Regions from separate parts of the Bombyx mori genome. Here region 1 is linked to region 2. The links are chromatin contacts, called in public Hi-C maps. All regions are on one chromosome and are shown on one strand. The core of a region is the stretch at or near the end of the contact, and the rest is flanking DNA. Distances in the headings are between cores, read along the strand shown. Region 1 overlaps LOC101745243. Region 2 overlaps LOC101745243.

Region 1 (5,206 bases), core at 297-2,796, 41 kb before region 2:
AACACTAACAAAAGTTTGACAATTGACAATAAACAAAGAGTACATTTATATATATGTGATGTGTCAAATACATGGTAGTGTGTGTAATGTTTTCTTTATTGATTTAATGTATCTTTTATGCATTATTTAAAAAAAATATTAGCATTGTGCACTTCTACTCTATATTCTCTATAAGTGTAAAAAATTTCATACTCCTCCGTCTGCGCAATTTTCGTAAAAAGGGATACAAAGTTTTTGCTTCAAGTATTATTATATAGATTTTTAAATACTATAATTAAATATAAATTTTACTGGGTTTTGCTTATTTTTGCCTTGAGTCAATTATGCCTCTAGTTTGAAGAGTAAATAAAAATAACGCTCGTTTCAATACAATTGGGATTTCTTCGTATTCCCAAGAAAAGATCGAACAACAGATAGATGTTTCCCACGTGGAAAAATAAGTCGACATTCTCGACTTGATTGCCAATCTCCAATCTGTAGGATCGTTATTGCAGTGCTCCATATTAATTATAATGTAATTTGTTTTCATTAAATTGGATCCAAAAATATCTGCGACAAAAACTGACTTGTGTCGTAAAAGAACACACGCTTAATGTTGTGTCCATTCACCCGTTACAACACATGGCGTCAAAGACAGTGTTACATCGGTTACGAAGGGGAGATACCACCCCTGTGTGGAATCCTTTTACCAGCTGTCTCTAAGGGCAACCGAATCTGTACATAATAAACCAATGGATTATTCTGTGTTACGGGCCAGTGATATTAATGTATACTTATAGTTTCGAGAGATTTTTGCCACTGTGTCATCAGTTTTGCATCGTCAGACGCAAACGTTTTATTTCCCATATTACAATAAGTATTTTAAAAACTATGATCTGATTTTAAAATTGTTTACATTCATGCAATCTTAAAACTAAACTGTGTTTTGTTTTTGGCGCAGTTGAGTAAAAAGGTTTGAAATCAATTCATAATTGTTCTCTTATATCAAATCTTAACGGAAGGAAAGACTTAACGGGGATCAACGGTCTTAACCTATTGATGATGATTCAACCATCAATGTTCCGATAGTTGTGTCGGTGCACGGCTTGATAGCAAATGTTTCGACCAACATCTTAAGGAACTCTCGTTTTCCAGCTGGGTTGGGGCCCTTGTCCAGAAAGCACTTATTCTTGATACGTCGTGTATCGTAAGGAGGTTTCTCTCTGGAACCCTGATCACAATATATTTTTGTATAGTATTTATTAAAGTGTATTTTAAATGAGGATAAAATTAAAAGGTTCATCGTCTACCATTACCCACGTGACTTTCTCCACAGTATTTTTTCTCATTTTCTGTCCAATCAACGTGCCTGCCTCATAGTGATATTCATTCTACTGCCTTTTTATTTCAAAAAAATGGAGCACTCTTGTTGAACACAATCCCCTCCCTATTGTATAACGACGACAGTAAACTTTCTGATAACCAGAGAATTCCTGCTATCATTCTGTAGACTGCTGTCCAATTTCCTGCGCTTACGTTTACACAGTTCCCATTCCACGAGCGTTCTACATAAAAATTGGATTCGTAACAGTTCGCATTCGTCAAAGTGATGCCCTAATCTGAAGCGCGTACTTTTTGCATTACTTTTGCTCGGTACGTTGTAATCGATTGGCCTCGGTTCTTGCACGCTTCGTTGGCCATTGCGTCATCCAACCGTCAGGTGGATGAGACTTTGATAACGAATGTGCGTCTTCATCTGTTTACAACGATTCTTTTATCAATATTTAAATAGTGGATTAGTCGTTTTTGTGATATGTTTACGCGTGAACGACTGCAAACTTTAATTAATTAAATTAAGTGACTCAATTAATTGAATGCTAAACACAAAACAATTAAAAACAGCTTCCGTCGTAAACTACAAACTGTAGCCAAGACCACTACGAGTTTATTCGAGTGGTATCAGCGTCACGAGCAAGTTTATTTGCAATCTTAATACTTTTCTGTCCTGTAGAGATCTTGGAAACTAACCTGTGATTTATGGATGCATGGTTATGTTCAAAACGAGTGGTCGAGTATGGAAGCAGCGGCTTACATCGAACATGACTCTAAGCATTATCTGATCTGCTTTTAATTGTTTTTCATGTAGTTCATTTTATTTGGCATCGTTTTATATTTGCGTTTTAATCTGTGTCTACTCGCTATGGCGCCAAATGACACAGCCCCGTTCTACTCGTATTGATAACACGCCTGACTCATTGTGACAAGTGTACATGTTTATAATTTTTTTGTGAAAAGTTTTGTATATAAAGACCGAAAAAATTACCATTAATTAGCTGACGTTAGCGACGTAAGCAGATATATGAGTAATATAAAGAAAATCGCTTCAAGTAACAATTAAGTCTAAACAAAATTGAAACATCTTATTAGCCCACACCTGAATCTGTGGTAGCTCTTTTGATTTATGAACATACTAAACTTATTCAAATAATGTTTGAAATGCATATATTTTTCTAAGAATATTGTTTACACATACCGTTGTGAAGGTATGAGATTAACTGAATAGAGAGAAAAGTAATTTGATAACAGCGAATATCTGTTTTAGCTATGTACTTCGCTGGGAATGTTGGCTGTGCGCCAGCTTGTATGGGATATCACCTTGAAACCTCGTTCTGATTCGGTTTCGGAACGCCCATAGGGCCCCATGGCGCAACTCTAAACTTGTATGAGAACCCGAACTGGAGACTGGACAGTTTAAAGCTATTCAAATTTACTCTTACTAAAGAGTTTTATAGAAACAGAAAATTTGAGAACCGAGCCGCAACGACGGGCAATTGCAATTTGATAGTGTACTTTTTATCTCCTCAGAAGTAAATCATCAGCTCCAGTTAAGGCAATAAATCTAAAATAGCCATTGTATCATCTTTTAATTGCCCAAGCGCGAAAATTACCTCAACCTGTGCCCCCAATTGTAGGGTCAATTCGACTCCCCCGCGTGCTCAATGTGCGCACGCTAAGGTCACACACGATCACTGAATATCTGTAAATTAACGCGGCTATTACTATTAACTCAATTATTAACAACTAGTTAGATAAAACTGATCAAAACACTTCTTTAGAAGCGATTTAATAAAGTTTTGCACGAAAAGGAAACAGTTAAATTGAAAAAGATGCTTTAATATTTGTTTAGTTGTAAATTTTAATATTGATAAACTTCATTTCCTTAGTGATAAATAATTGTATACTATTTATAACCACACGAGAATTGTTTACGTCACATCTTAATCATAATCCACTGATAGTAGGATTTAGATAATTCAATAAATTCCCATTTATTTTGAGAGATGTGTCAATAAAATTACTATTTTCTGATGTCTACATAGAGCGTGGTCTTTAAATTAAGTAAAATTATGGACTTGATCTTTCAAACATTCTTGTGTATTTGTTAGAGATTGAAAAATAATATTTGAATTAAATAACAAAGAAAAAATTATATGGCCTTGTACTTACCAAATTACAAATAGGATTATAACAAAAAAGGTTTATAATCGTAAAGCTATACTAGAACCACTTACTATACTATTGAAAGACAATATGTTAGGAAATTATAATAACAACACGATGATAACTTGTATCAATCACTAAACTCTAGATAATTGCTATCGCGTATGGCATCTAGAAGAGAATCCATATGTGGACTGATTGTATTTAGATTTCTATACGTTGAATATTTTTCAGTGCTGCATGCATACCCTTTCTCATTCTTGGGTGTTGTGTAAACATAATAAACTTACATTCGTAATATAAAAATAATGTATCTAAAGAATGCATTTGACGAGATAGAGATGTTCACGATGCACTTTCAAACAGCCGACCAGTAAATCGTTTTAAGTTGAAATTCATTTAGATAAATACGGCAGCGTCAAGATTATCTGCCCACGTGGTCTAAAGCGACCTTCACCACGCCGCTGGAAACCTTATCCCTTGCGCAATAAGGATGTCATCAATTACGTAACGCTGAAATGGCATACGATGCGACTAAAACCTATTTAGATTGTCTTTCGTATTCTTGTAACATGAGATATTGTTATAATAACTATTGTATTTAATGCGAACACCGACAAATTCTAACATAAACTCAACTAACAACTAATTAATTCGCCATTTGAGACTCTTACTTTCGGGTTTGCTTTAGAAAATTGCACGTTTAGCTTATGTAGTTGTGCATTGTGGATATAGTGCCTTCAAAAAACATTGAACCTTAATGCAATACTCATAAAACTGACATTGAACACTATTAACGTAACAACAGAACTGTACATTTTATCACAAAACCATTATCCTGTCTATTTTTGATGCAAACTAATCGGTCACTGCCATAATAAACTAGTTACCTAAGTCAAGTCCGTAGTCAAATTACAAAACAGAAGACCCATGATATTTCGCTTTCTCGGTTCTCTCTGAGATTAAAATCCTACAAACGTACATAAAACAAACTTTTTAATAGATGCATCTTCGAACGCACCATAAATGGTGAATATACATTAGGAAAAGCAACTGGTCTACTTGCAAAATGCTATAGCTTATAAAGTGGAATATGATGAAATGCTTAAATATACACGATAAATCGATGCGGACATGTATTACTTACATATAACCGTTTTTATCGCTACGTGTTCATAAAAGAGATTATTAGCCTTGCATGAAAAAAAACATCACTACATTGTGTAGGCTTCATTGTTACCTTTAATCCTTATACTTTTTTTATTTTATTGCTTAGATGGGTGGACGAGCTCACAGCCCACCTGGTGTTAAGTGGTTACTGGAGCCCATAGACATTTACAACGTAAATGCGGCACCCACCTTGAGATATAAGTTCTAAGATCTCAGTATAGTTACAACGGCTGCCCCACCCTTCAAACCGAAACGCATTACTGCTTCACGGTAGAAATAGGCGGGGCGGTGGTACCTACCCGTGCGGACTCACAAGTGGTCCTACCACCAGTAAGTCCACCACCACATTTGTTATTATATTTTCCTTTTTAAGATATATATGAAGTTCCATTGTGATTTTGTATAGCAACAAAACGTATTAGGAGGAAAACGAAAATTAATGTTCAGTTGTTGCAGTCACAATAACTGGATTACGGAATCCATGAGTGTTAAAAATCCGAAATTATGAACTTTTACATCGATTGTTTATTAAGTTAGTTGCCAAGGCAACCTAAGA
Region 2 (4,777 bases), core at 620-3,119:
TTACGCTGAAATAGCCTCTCAATGCTATCAGCTTAGGTAGAAAAAAAAAGGTTACCACAGCCACCAGTGGGTATCTGGAGGGTAGGCTCGCACCGTTATTGAATAGCTGGACAAATTATAGTCATATAAACTGGTCTCGCCTAAAACGTTGTAGAATGGACGAATGTGGTCAAATGGCCCATAAAGCGGTTTACTCACGAGCGACTTCCTGCTCGTTCGTTTCTGACCGACGTAAGGTGCTTCGACCTCATTCCCAAACTGACTTTGTTCGCGTTTCCTAGCCTCGACGCTAAATACTTTGCTATTTATATTGTCGGGTATAATGACCTCTGTTCTTAATTTATAGCTTTGTGAAAACTTATAAATAGTGCCCGATGCAGTTGCTGTCGAGAAAATTACTGTTTGTATTGAAAAGTTACCGTCGTTTGCTCCCTATGCTTTTCTAGATTTTTTATTATAAAACCTAAGTCATACCTAACTCCCTGTAGCACTTAAGACTTGGAGCTAATGTTTGAAGGCGAGAGGCGACACTCGCAGTGCTTGTTTCGACGGACTTCGGAAATTGCTTGACAGCTCCTATAGCTTCACTTGGATCAGTATACGAAACAGATTTAACGCTTGCCCAGCATTTAGATACCAAGGAAATTTCAACTTTAAGTAAATATTAATTTTTAACTATTTGATTGGAAACAACGTTTGAAATACATGTGTCGATGAGTCAACACTATAATAATTCGGCAATGACTTCATTCGAAACGCGTGCACAATGAATACAAAATTATAAATAAGAGCAGACATGAAAATTTGTTTTCGCTTAAAAATTCGGTTCGATTTAATTTCGCAGATTCTCACATCGACGTGTGAATGTCGCGCGTGTCTGTCTTTATTTATTATTTACACCAAATACACCGCCGTTCGGATTGTCGATAATCCCATTCTCTCGGATCGTTTGGAGCCTCTGGGTCTGCGGAGGGACTTCGGTTCCCTCTGTATTTTGTACCGTATGTTCCATGGGGAGTGCTCTGAGGAATTGTTCGAGATGATACCAGCATCTCGTTTTTACCATCGCACCACCCGCCACCGGAGCAGAGTTCATCCATACTACCTGGAGCCACTGCGGTCATCTACAGTGCGTTTCCAGAGATCTTTTTTGCCACGTACCATCCGGCTATGGAATGAGCTCCCCTCCACGGTGTTTCCCGAACGCTATGACATGTCCTTCTTCAAACGAGGCTTATGGAGAGTATTAAGCGGTAGGCAGCGGCTTGGCTCTGCCCCTGGCATTGCTGAAGTCCATGGGCGACGGTAACCACTCACCATCAGGTGGGCCGTATGCCCGTCTGCCTACAAAGGCGACAAAAAAAAAAAAAAAAAATTAAAATAAGTACGCAATACATCGCGAATTGGAGAGTATTAAGCGGTAGGCAGCGGCTTGGCTCTGCCCCTGCCATTGCTGACGTCCATGGGCGACGGTAACCACTCACCATCAGGTGGGCCGTGTGCTCGTCTGCCTACAAGGGCAATAAAAAAGGAATAGAAAAAAAAGAATTCCCGGTGTGGGATATTCGCCAACAACTTTAACTAAACTTAATAAATAATTAGTGTTTGACGAGTATTAGATGTTATTCCTAATTAGTACACTGACAATTACGGAGACTGCCCAAGTAACTGAAACGTCGGTTAATGCATTTTCATAATTATCGCGAGATTACCTAACTGATAGCACGTTAGCTAGAGTAACAATACCATTTCGTTTGATGACATCACTATATGACTAAACATTAAAATGTTCTCAAAAAGTCGATAGTAACAAATAGCCAGTCATGTACCGTGTGTGTTGGTACATAGCTCGTAAAACCAGAGAACCGGGTCGAAGCTCTGGGCTGTGTCGCAATAACTTCAGCACATCGAGCTTCTGTTAGGTACAAATAGATTCATTTTACTTGTTTTAAATTTTGCGAGCCTAGTGAATTTAATTGAACTAGTCGCCCCGCAGTAGTCGAAATTCGACTATAATTAATTGAAATTATAAGTTTAAACATGATTATGGTTCTATTGTCAAACACCATTATAATTCGATAATATAATCACAGTATTCGCCAAAACTGCACTATAGATCAATAAAATTAAAAACAAACAATATTAGTCTATTATTTTCAATTCGACCATAGACTTTAAACAATAACAAAAGTTTCCCAATTGACAGTAAAGAAAGAGTATATTTTTATGTATGGGTTGTGTCAAGTACATGGTAGTGTGTTTAATGTTTTCTTTATTGATTTAAAGTATCTTTTATGCATTATTTAAAAAAAAATATTAGCTTTGTGCACTCCTTCTCTGTATTCTCTATAAGTGTGAGAAATTTCATACTCCTCCGTCCACGCAATTTTCGTAAAAAGGGATACAAAGTGTTTCCTTCGCGTATTAATATATAGATACAATGTGACACAGTGAGTTGATGAAGCAGAGATACGTTTAATTAGTTTCCTGTACTAGGGATCTAGCGAATCGATATACTCATAACAACATGCTATTATCAAATGTTCATGGACCGTTGAATTATACCCTAAAAACGACAAGAGAACGTAAAACTTAAAATGATATACAATGAACTCATCATAAAGTTACGTTGGAACGTTACGTAGTAACAATATTGACATTCTAATACACACGAAGATAGGAAGGAAATATGTAATATAACAGCGACATTATACATACTTGCAGTCGAAATTTATTAGCCATGAATAAATACATAGTTCCAACGGTTAATGACTACCGGATATTTAGTTAAAAAATTGCAATAACTCCATATATTTTCCACGTTCGGCTACGTCGTAAGAATGTTATGTATAATTAACTTACAGTGAAAACGAGCAACCGTGTCGTCAATATTAATATGTGCACGGCTAATAGGCTAACTGAAGTCGTCTCGGCCTAACGGATAAGACGTCCGGTGCATTCGTGTTGAGCGATGCACCGATGTTCGAATCTCAGGCGGGTACCAATTTTTCTAATGAAATACGTACTCAACAAATGTTCACGATTGACTTCCACGGTGAAGGAATAACATCGTGTAATAAAAATCAAACCCGCAAAATTATAATTTGCGTAATTACTGGTGGCAGGACCTCTTGTGAGTCCGCACGGGTAGGTACCACCACCCTGCCCATTTCAGCCGTGAAACAGTAATGCGTTTCGGTTTGAAGGGTGGGGCAGCCGTTGTAACTATACTTGAGACCTTAGAACTTATATCTCAAGGTGGGTGGCGCATTTACGTTGTAGATGTCTATGGGCTCCAGTAACCACTTAACACCAGGTGGGCTGTGAGCTCGTCCACCCATCTAAGCAATAAATAAAAAAAAACTGAACTGAAAATAACTGAAAATATGTTTTTTTCCCGGTTTTATCTTATTTCTCTCTCTCTTTATATACTCTATATTTCATTGCACCTGCCACTATTTACTCTGCACTACCTTTGGTTGACTGGTAGAGAATGCTTTAGGCATTAAGTCCGCCATTGTAAATTTTACTTGGAGTGTAATAAATAAATACCGCCGCGCTGCGAATGTGCATTATCTATATATTAATACGTGAAGCAAAAACTTTGTATCCCTTTTTACGAAATTTGCGCGGACGGACTATGAAATTTTCCACACTTATACAGAATATAGATAAGAAGTGCACAATGCTAATTTTTTTTTAAAGTAATTCATAAAAGATACATTAAATCAATAAAGAAAACATTACACACACTACATACCATGTATTTGACGCACACACGCATGCATACTATTTATTGTCAAACTTTTGTTCTTGACGTCTGTTGTCAAATTGAGAATAGATGAAATATTGTTTGTCTTTGTTAATATTTTTATAGTGTAGTCTTGGCGAAATTTGTGATTATAGAAGTATAAAATATAATCATAATAGTGTACAAACTTACAATTCCAATTAATTATAGCCGAATTTTGACTACTGCGGGACCTCTAGTTGGTGTAAATATGTGTAACTTCTATACGATTAATCCTAAAAGAGGTTAATATGTTATTTAAAACATTCTTCTTTAGATGACATAAATAGAATTTCGATTATTGAAACATTAAAACATTAGATGGAACATTAGAAACATAAAAGCATTTTTTAAATATAAAAAGATATAAAAACAGTGGTGAAGCAATAGCTTTAAATGTTGTTTCTCTTTATAAGAGCAACTCAATTTGTGCTATAGTTTTACGAAGCTAAACTGTATTTTGATACAAATAAAATAATACAATATATATGTACAAAGATTATGGATAAATTATACTCTGTCAGTATCAAATTATTACAAAATAGACGAAACGTAACATATGCGTATATATTATTATAATAATATATTCAAATGTGTTTTTCCTTAAGAATTTCACACATGAATATTAAACACATGTTGCATGCACTAAACATTAACATAATTTAAAATGTGATTTGTTACTAATCTTTAATTTATTTAAGTCATTCGTCGTCCCTGATTTTGTACTGGGCTAATGTAACTATGGTTTCCAGTATGTATGTCAGGACTACAAGACCATCATGATGTGGTTTATTTTCAGGAGAATTGTACCATGTATTGTACATGCAAAAATCACCGATAAAACATTATTTTTATAGAATGTCTTATGTAAGTCTGTTATAAGTACCTAATTTATTAATATCAACGATTGTGTATTTTGTATTTTTTTATTGCTTTTACGGTTCAGCTCACGGATCATCTAGTGTTAATTGGTTTCCGGAGTCCATA

The links. Hi-C and Micro-C count contacts between places; a contact is called where the count stands out from the background.
Region 1: a Hi-C map of posterior silk gland shows a contact between it and region 2, with 2.0 times the contacts expected there. The contact joins two enhancer-like sites. A contact is called at or near these places in 5 of 7 Hi-C or Micro-C datasets (middle silk gland, posterior silk gland, an unstated tissue and 1 more).

What each region holds. Positions count from the first base shown.
Region 1 is chr15:517,746-522,951 of ASM3026992v2, reverse strand. All of the region lies in intron 1 of LOC101745243, which reads left to right. Among protein-coding and RNA genes, the nearest start is that of LOC101745243, 23 kb to the left of the region's middle. Within about 2 kb of position 1,546, at least 7 of the 8 cell types and tissues checked have open chromatin away from gene starts, as enhancers often do.
Region 2 is chr15:477,798-482,574 of ASM3026992v2, reverse strand. The region is part of intron 2 of LOC101745243; the gene reads left to right. Among protein-coding and RNA genes, the nearest start is that of LOC101740236, 49 kb to the right of the region's middle. Within about 2 kb of position 1,869, at least 2 of the 8 cell types and tissues checked have open chromatin away from gene starts, as enhancers often do.